2 separate regions of the Sus scrofa genome follow, and region 2 is linked to region 1. Evidence: chromatin contacts called from public Hi-C data. All regions are on one chromosome and are shown on one strand. The core of a region is the stretch at or near the end of the contact, and the rest is flanking DNA. Distances in the headings are between cores, read along the strand shown.

Region 1 (3,759 bases), core at 686-3,185:
CTTAAATATGAAATGGCTTTCAAACTTTACCTGCTATCCAAGAGGATAGCAGGCAAAAGTTTTTCCCCTGGGTTCCATTCCCCCTGTCAATATCATTGCATTCGCAGCTCCATGATGGAATCATTAATGCATGTGTGTCTGTAAGCTCCTTGGTGGCTGCACAGTGTATTAGAGCTCCAGCACCTAGCATGCTTGGGATAAAATAGGTGTGTAAGGTAGCACTCAAGAGCTCCAGCTCTGATGTCCAAAAACGTGAGTGTGAATCCCAGCCCTGCCACAAGATTCAGTTCATGTATCTATAAGATAGGAATTTTTTTAAAAAGACATAGGAATAAAAAGAGCACCCCTCAGAGGGTTATTGGGAGTAAGTGAACTGACGCATGTAACATACTTAGCCCAGCACCTGCTGCACACTTGCCATGTGTAAATAGTAGCTGTTATGTGCTCAATAAATGTTGAGCAAATGAATTGATAGGAACTTCATGTTAAAAAAAGTTACAAAGGTCAAAACTTGGTGCCCTATTCCTTCAAATATATGTTCTTACACTTCTGTTTCTTTTTAGTGCAGCATATGGAAATTTCCAGGCTGGGGATCATATTGGAGCTGCATTTGCTGGCCTACAGCACAGCCACAGCAGCTTGGGACCCCAGCCACATCTGTGACCTATACCAGAGCTCACAGCAACGCCAGATCCCTAACCCACTGAGTGAGGCTAGGGATTGAACCCACGTCCTCATGGATACTAGTCAGGTTCATAACCACTGAGCCACAATGGGAACTCCCCCTTCTTATGCTTTTAATGTTGCTTCTTTGGGTGGTCAAAGGAATAACCAACTACAGGCAGGACGCAGGTAAAGCAAGGTTCTAGTTTCCTCTATGACCTGAGCAACAAATTTGAACCCTGGACTCTAAGACAATCTGATACTGTTCTCTGTGTTGCTTTCCTGCTTCATGAACATGCTGCTACATTTTATTATCAATTACACTTGTGAGCAGAGGAGCTGCTCTATTAAACGACTCTCTTTTCAAGGGTATTAGATTTTCAATGAACAAAAGAAGTGAAAAATTATCAAAAATATTTCGCAGGAATACAATGCATGTAGCATTTCTCAAAGGTAGTTTGTCTCGTGTCACTTTTTAAATTTATTTTTTACATTAGCACTATGAATGTTCTAGAATAGAAAGGGCAGTCTAACTACTTCTACAGCTAGGAGCAGATGGATGAAGGAGGAGCCTAGAAGAGGGAGTTAGGCTCATTTTGTAAGAAAAGGACTGAATTTTAATTTAATTATAGTTATCACTTTAGATAGTCTCTCGGGATGATCTTTTATTTTTATAGAAACCCAAATCACACGACCAAAAGACGTTTATAACATCATTACCATTCTTCATAGATCCCACCAAAATCCCTTTATCAGCCAGCTGTCATTTTCCAAAAGCCCTCTAATATACAAGATGGGTCATGTGCAGCCTGCCTTTTCTAAGGAGAGGAATGCCTGGTACCATATTCCCTACCCAAGATTCAGTGTCGTTTGACCTTTGCTTGCCGGATAACCTCCCTGGTTTGGTTTCCCTGCTGTGTGCTCAGCTGTTTGCTTCCCGGCAGTCATGCCTCTGGTCCCCTGGGGGAGTTGAACTGGGCAGGCTCTTGGCCTTTCTCTGGAGCCCCTTGGAAGAGCCCTGAGCTCAACCAGAGACCACTAATTGGGGCATCTCGTGATGGAGGCAGGGCCTCTCTGGAAGGCTGGTATCGGTCTAAGGATTCATCTTCTGTGACCTTCTGCTCAGGCATCAAGTTGCTTTATTCCTAGAAAGTCATGGACCTCCCACACAAAAAGATGTGGTCTACAACTGCCGTGATTCAGTCTCTCCGAGCAGCTACGGGGAGTTTGGAATTCAAGACACTGCTTATTATGAAGATCCAAAGATAGCAGAGTCAACTCCTGGGAGGGAAACTGGGATTCAGGTCCCAGTGGTGTCCTCTTCCCAGAAAAGCTGGGAACAGCTGGGGAGGCAGTGATTCCTGCCTCTTTGCCAGTAGAATGCTTTAACCTTTGGTTGATCAGAAGTCTCATTGGCCAGATACGTAGCAGTCAAAGAAGAGAGAACTCTTCCCTTCCAGGGTGAGGCATGACTGGCAATATTTTCACAACCCTTTTTTTCATTCTAATGTATCTTGTATGCTGGTGGTTTTTTGGCCAGACAAGGAGACAGTCTTTCAGGGGGCTTTTTTTTTTTTTTTTTTTTTTTTTGTCTTTTGTCTTTTCAGGGCTGTACCCATGGCATATGGAGGTTCCTAGGCTAGGGATCTAATCAGAGCTACAGCTGCCAGCCTACGCCATAGCCACAGCAACATGGGATCCGAGCCTTGTCTGTGACCTACACCACAGCTCACGGCAACACCAGATCCTTTACCCCATGAGCAGGGCCAGGGATCAAACCTGTGTTCTCATTGATACTAGTGGGGTTCATTACCCCTGAGCCAGGACAGAACTGCAAGAGTTTGATTCTTATGTTAACAATGATATTTGGTCTTTTCAAGTGAAACATATCCAACAGACAAGCCAGGAGAGGGCAGCTGGCTTTCGGTGCTCATATTTGAGGGACTGCTTAGGGCTCAAAAAGAAGAGTACAAGTCAACAGCATCTCTCCTAAGGCGGGGCAGGGGGGGGGAGGAAGTCTGCCAGCTCCTCTTTGTGGGGTGATTATGATTAGGCCCTAAATAGTCTGTGTCCCAGGTTAGAATACAGAATACCTGCCTTGTCATCAATGAACCACATAGGATGACATTCTATTCCTGTGCAAATAAGACATGGGAATTTTGGAAATTTGTGGAAAACATGAACTCAAAAGTATAAGAGAGTGTTTTCAAAATGCAGTGTGTATCAAACTGCTGCTGAGAAGTCACTTCCAGCTTGGGGTGTGTGTATTTGTATCTGTATTTTGAATTTTAAGGCCAGGAAGGTAAATGGAGGAGAGGGAGGGAATAACGGCAGAGAAAATTCCAAGACAGGCAAGATTGGACAGAAAATGCTGGCAGTGAGTTCTGAATGCTAAAATCGTGGGTGAGAGATTATTTTTCTTGGATCTGCCTAAGATGGAGCAAATTCCTGACCCCATCTGGCCCACTGCCTTGGGGCTTTTGTTCTTCTCTGAAAAGGTTAAAAAGGGGGGGGGGATATCTTGCTCAATTCCCGTTGCTTTCTAATCTGATTTTTTTTTAAATTAAACTTTTTATTTTGAGACGATTTACATTAAAATGTAATTGTAAGAAATACAGAGAGGAGTTCCCTTCGTGGCTCAGTGGTTAACGAATCCGACTAGGAACCATGAGGTTGCGGGTTTGATCCCTACCCTTGCTCAGTGGGTTAAGGATCCAGCATTGCCGTGAGCTGTGGTGTAGGTTGCAGATGTGGCTCGGATCCCAAGTTGCTGTGGCTCTGGTGTAGGCCGGCGGCTACAGCTCCAATTGGACCCCTAGCCTGGGAATCTCCATATGCCACGGGAGCGGCCCAAGAAATGGCAAAAAGACAAAAAAAAAAAAGAAAAGAAATACAGAGAGATCACTGTACTCTTCACTCAGTTTCCCCCTTGATGGTAACATTTTGCAAATATATGTACAATGTCACAGTAAATAGGTTGACACTGACACATGTTCAAGGTACAGAACACTTCTCGCACCAAAAGGATACCTCCTGTTGCCCTTTTATAATCATACCCTCTTCCTTCCAGCCCTCACTCCTTCCTCAGCCTCTGGC
Region 2 (3,759 bases), core at 884-3,383, 350 kb after region 1:
TTCCTCCATCTTAATATATTTCCATTTAATCATATTCATGTCTACTGCTCATCTGTAACATCCATATTATTTACTTAACTATCTTTTATTGCAAAATATTTAAGTTATTTCTAATTTTTACTATTATAAATAATGCTGGGAAGCACATTTTCAGAAAAATATACTATTTTTCTCTTCAAATTATTTCCTTCAAAAATGTCCAAGGACTTGATTTATTGGGGTCAAAGGAAGAGCAGCAAATATCTTGCTATGAATTATCGAATAAATTATAGGAAACACTGGATCAAATCACAGTGTCACCAGCAACCTAGTGATGTATGTAGACATCTCCAAGTATCACTAGCTTGTTAGCAGGAAGACACTTTGCAGCACTTTAGTATATGTATATATGTATCACTAGTAACTGATGATTAATTAAAAATGTTATACATGCCCCTATTTTTCTTTCTTTCTCTCTCTCTCTCTTCTCTCTCTCTCTCTCTTTCTCTCTCTCTCTCTCTCTCTCTTCCTTTCTTTCGCCTTTTAGGGCTGCACCCGAGGCAAATGCAAGTCCCAGTTGCAAATAGGAGCAAATAGGAGCTGCAGCTGCTGGCCTAAACAGCAGCCACAGCAATGAGGGGTCGGAGCCGAAATTGCCACCTATGTTGCACTTTGCTGCAACGCTGGATCCTTAACCCACTGAGTAAGGCCAGGGAAGGAACGACATACTCATGGATACCAGTTTGTTTCCACTGAACCACAACAGGAACTCCCTATGTTTCCTCTTTACCATTTTCCCCCCACTTCACCAAGAAATTTCTAGGCTGTGAAGTTATGGTGGTGATCTGAACAAAGTCTGCGGCTGCACAAAGCTTGTACTCTAGCTGGGGAGAGACAAGAAGGTTACCAAATAAGTGACACAACTTTATATAACTATGGGCTCCACTGCAAAGGGTAACAGCTGACACAGAGAATTTGCTATGTACCAAGCACCCTTCTAAGCATCTTAATATAAACTCATTTAAGTCCTCACAAAAGCTCTGGAAGGTTATTTTCATCCTCATGTTGGAGATGAGGAAACCCACCAGGGCGAGCTTGGGTATGATCAGGGCAAGCTCATATAAGGAGACCAAGGGCAGAGTACCAGGGCTGGGGTCTGAGTCCACTCCATCCACACTTTCTACAGTGCTGCGTGGTTCAGAGCCAGTGGCTGGGGTCCCAGCGGAGAGGAGAAGCAACAGACCCAGATGATTCCAGGCTGGAACAGAATCTGGGGTCAAGACTGGAGCGGCAGGAGGGGTTTGAGGCCGCCACGTGTCTGGAGCCGACTAGGGGAGTTGCACAGAGGGCCCCTATGCTAAAGCATCCTCTGGGAAGCCGCAGGAACGGCCACCGGGAGCACTCTGCCTTTTTGGTACCAGCGGCCGAATCTGTGCGGGGTCCACAATTGCTCTCAGCTCCACGTAAGAGACTAAACCCCCAACGCCGCGCGAGGGTCCGTAACGAACCTGGTCCCTGGAGCGGAGGCTTCGCCCAGGGCCCCAGTTCCGTGGGGTCTTTCCTAAGGGGTCCGACTCTTACCTGGAAATACCTCTCCTAGAGCCGGCTCCAGACGGTCCCAGGCCACCTTCCCCCACCACACGCCACCGCTCTCGGACGGAGTCCGGACTCCGCGAGACTACGAGGGTCTTGAGAGGAGGGCGCGCTGGAGGCAGGTAAGCGCGCGAGGGGTGATGGGAGGCCGTCCGCTTGGGGGGCGGAGGTCAGCCGCCACGGGGTGCCAGGGAGAAGAGAGGCGGGGCGCCGACGCTCAGTGACAGGTGAGAAGCTGCGGGGATGAGGTGAGGGCAGCGAGAAAGCGCGGTGGGGCACAAGGAAGGCGTAGCCTGAGAGTGTGGCGCGGGGAGGTGTATGAAGAAGGGTGCGCCGGTACGCGGTGGGAGCTTTGCGGGGGGGGGGCTGCAGTGAGGTGGTGCCAAGGCCCGCGGCCACCCCTTCCCGACCCGCCGGGTAAGGGTCGTTTCCCTGAGGCCTAGCAGCGCGAAGAGACCTCAACTCTCACCTAAGGCCTGGGAAGGACGGCCCAGCGTTTTTGGGGAGAAGCCCGGGAAGCGCCAGTCTGCAAGCTGCTTCCGGTCCTCTAGGCGGAGAGGGGGCGGGGCCCGGGATGCCGGAGCAGTTGCCATGGAGACGAGCCACCACCGCAGCCTGAAGCGGGTGGGGGCGGTGCAGTACGAGGGGAGCCCAAAACTCCTTGAGTGCGTATATCCAGCTGCTTGGGCTTCATGTTCAGAGAAACCATTATTATTTCTCAGAGTACTTGTACTTACATTATTTCATTGGCTCTTTCAATAACCCAATACGGTTATTCCCATTTTACAGGGAATAAACCCAAAGTTTTGGTGACTTGCCCAGGGTCACGGGGAGACTCCTGTGCTTTCTACCACTGCGCGCAACATTCTTGTAATACCGTCGGCGCTTCTGAGGTTGGCTATGCTCCAAGTAGTGATGGAAGGAATGGGGTTGACCCCCCCCAACCCCACCCCTTGCTTTCACAAGAGAACATAATGGCCCTTGAAAAGGTGAGAACTCGAGCACGCACATATTTTGGCACCAATGCATACATGTATATTTCCTCAGATAATCTTAAGTAAATTTAAAAATAAATTTCAGGCTAAATGAGCTACCAGGCCACAGCCCCACATATTGGTCTCATCCTCCACCCATTTTCCCTAGGAACTCTTAGAAATATTCTTGTACAGAGAAGTGGGGAATTAGGGAGAAGACAATGATGTTTGAAAATTAATAAACAACAATAAGAAGAAAAAAAAACCCTTTTGATATGAGCAAAGCAAACAAAAGGTATGTTCCCACTGGAGTCTGAGACAGTGAGAGAAAAAGCTGGCTTACTCAGTCTATACCAGACCTGGAGAAATTTGCATCTTAATTAACCTACAATGACACTAAATTTGAATAATTTTTTTTTGAAATACTTGCCCATATTTCATGGGCTAAGATTTTTTTTTTCTTTTTGATGAGGTAACAAATAACAAGACAATCCAAATGTGTACAAGGAATATTTTTATAGTGATGATGGGTCAGCCAAATGAATCAAGGCAACGAGGAATCTAAAACAATTCCTCAAGGGCAAGAAATTTTTGGCAATGGTGTGAAGTCAAAGGTAGCTTAAGGAAAAATAGACAGCAGTCAAAAGCTGCAATGAGAATAAGGAACTGTGAAAAGCCAAATGATTTGGCAAGAAGTCAGGGATGAATTCATCAGTTAGGATTCTACCACATAGCTGATCCAAGAAACTAAATAAAAAAAAAAAAAAAAAGCAAATGTAAAAGACTCCTTGTAATAGTTCACAGTAAACTTAGTAAAGGGCGGGGTCTTTTGTTTGCTTTTTATTTTTTTAATGTCTGAGGGTAAAGTGGAAAGAAATTAGCAGGAACAAACTCCCAGTAGAGCAAGCTTCTACTGTATACCAGATGCCTGGTAAACACTGGGAATTCAAATATGAGATGCAGATTCTTGCTCTTTAGGAACTGATAGACTAATTAAGGAGAAGAGCATATAAACTGACTATTTTAAACAAAGTGGCAGCTGTTCTGAAGATACTATTGACAGGATGCTACAAAAGCATCTTAATTAAAGAAAGGAAGGTGTAGGGGAGAGGGGTGGATAGATAGGAATTGGAGCTGTTGGGGAGAGCTGAGTGTTTGTACATTTCAGACTGAGGGACCAGAATGTAATGTTTAGATTTTTTGAATTGAAGGA

What was found. Hi-C and Micro-C count contacts between places; a contact is called where the count stands out from the background.
Region 2: a contact with region 1 is called in a Hi-C map of psoas muscle, with 2.3 times the contacts expected there. The contact joins the promoter of LOC100620188 here to the enhancer-like site in region 1. A contact is called at or near these places in 10 of 47 Hi-C or Micro-C datasets (embryonic fibroblasts, fetal heart ventricle, heart right ventricle and 6 more).

Annotation. Positions count from the first base shown.
Region 1 is chr6:118,836,621-118,840,379 of Sscrofa11.1, forward strand. All of the region lies in intron 1 of MAPRE2 (microtubule-associated protein RP/EB family member 2), which reads left to right. Among named protein-coding and RNA genes, the nearest start is that of MAPRE2, 22 kb to the left of the region's middle. Within about 2 kb of position 1,936, at least 7 of the 83 cell types and tissues checked have an H3K27ac peak or open chromatin away from gene starts, as enhancers often do. A contact at or near this core is called in skeletal muscle, where this site is marked.
Region 2 is chr6:119,191,197-119,194,955 of Sscrofa11.1, forward strand. It overlaps LOC100620188 (zinc finger protein 396), which reads right to left and starts at 2,134. Exons shown (of 4, transcript XM_013999297.2): 1 at 1,561-2,134.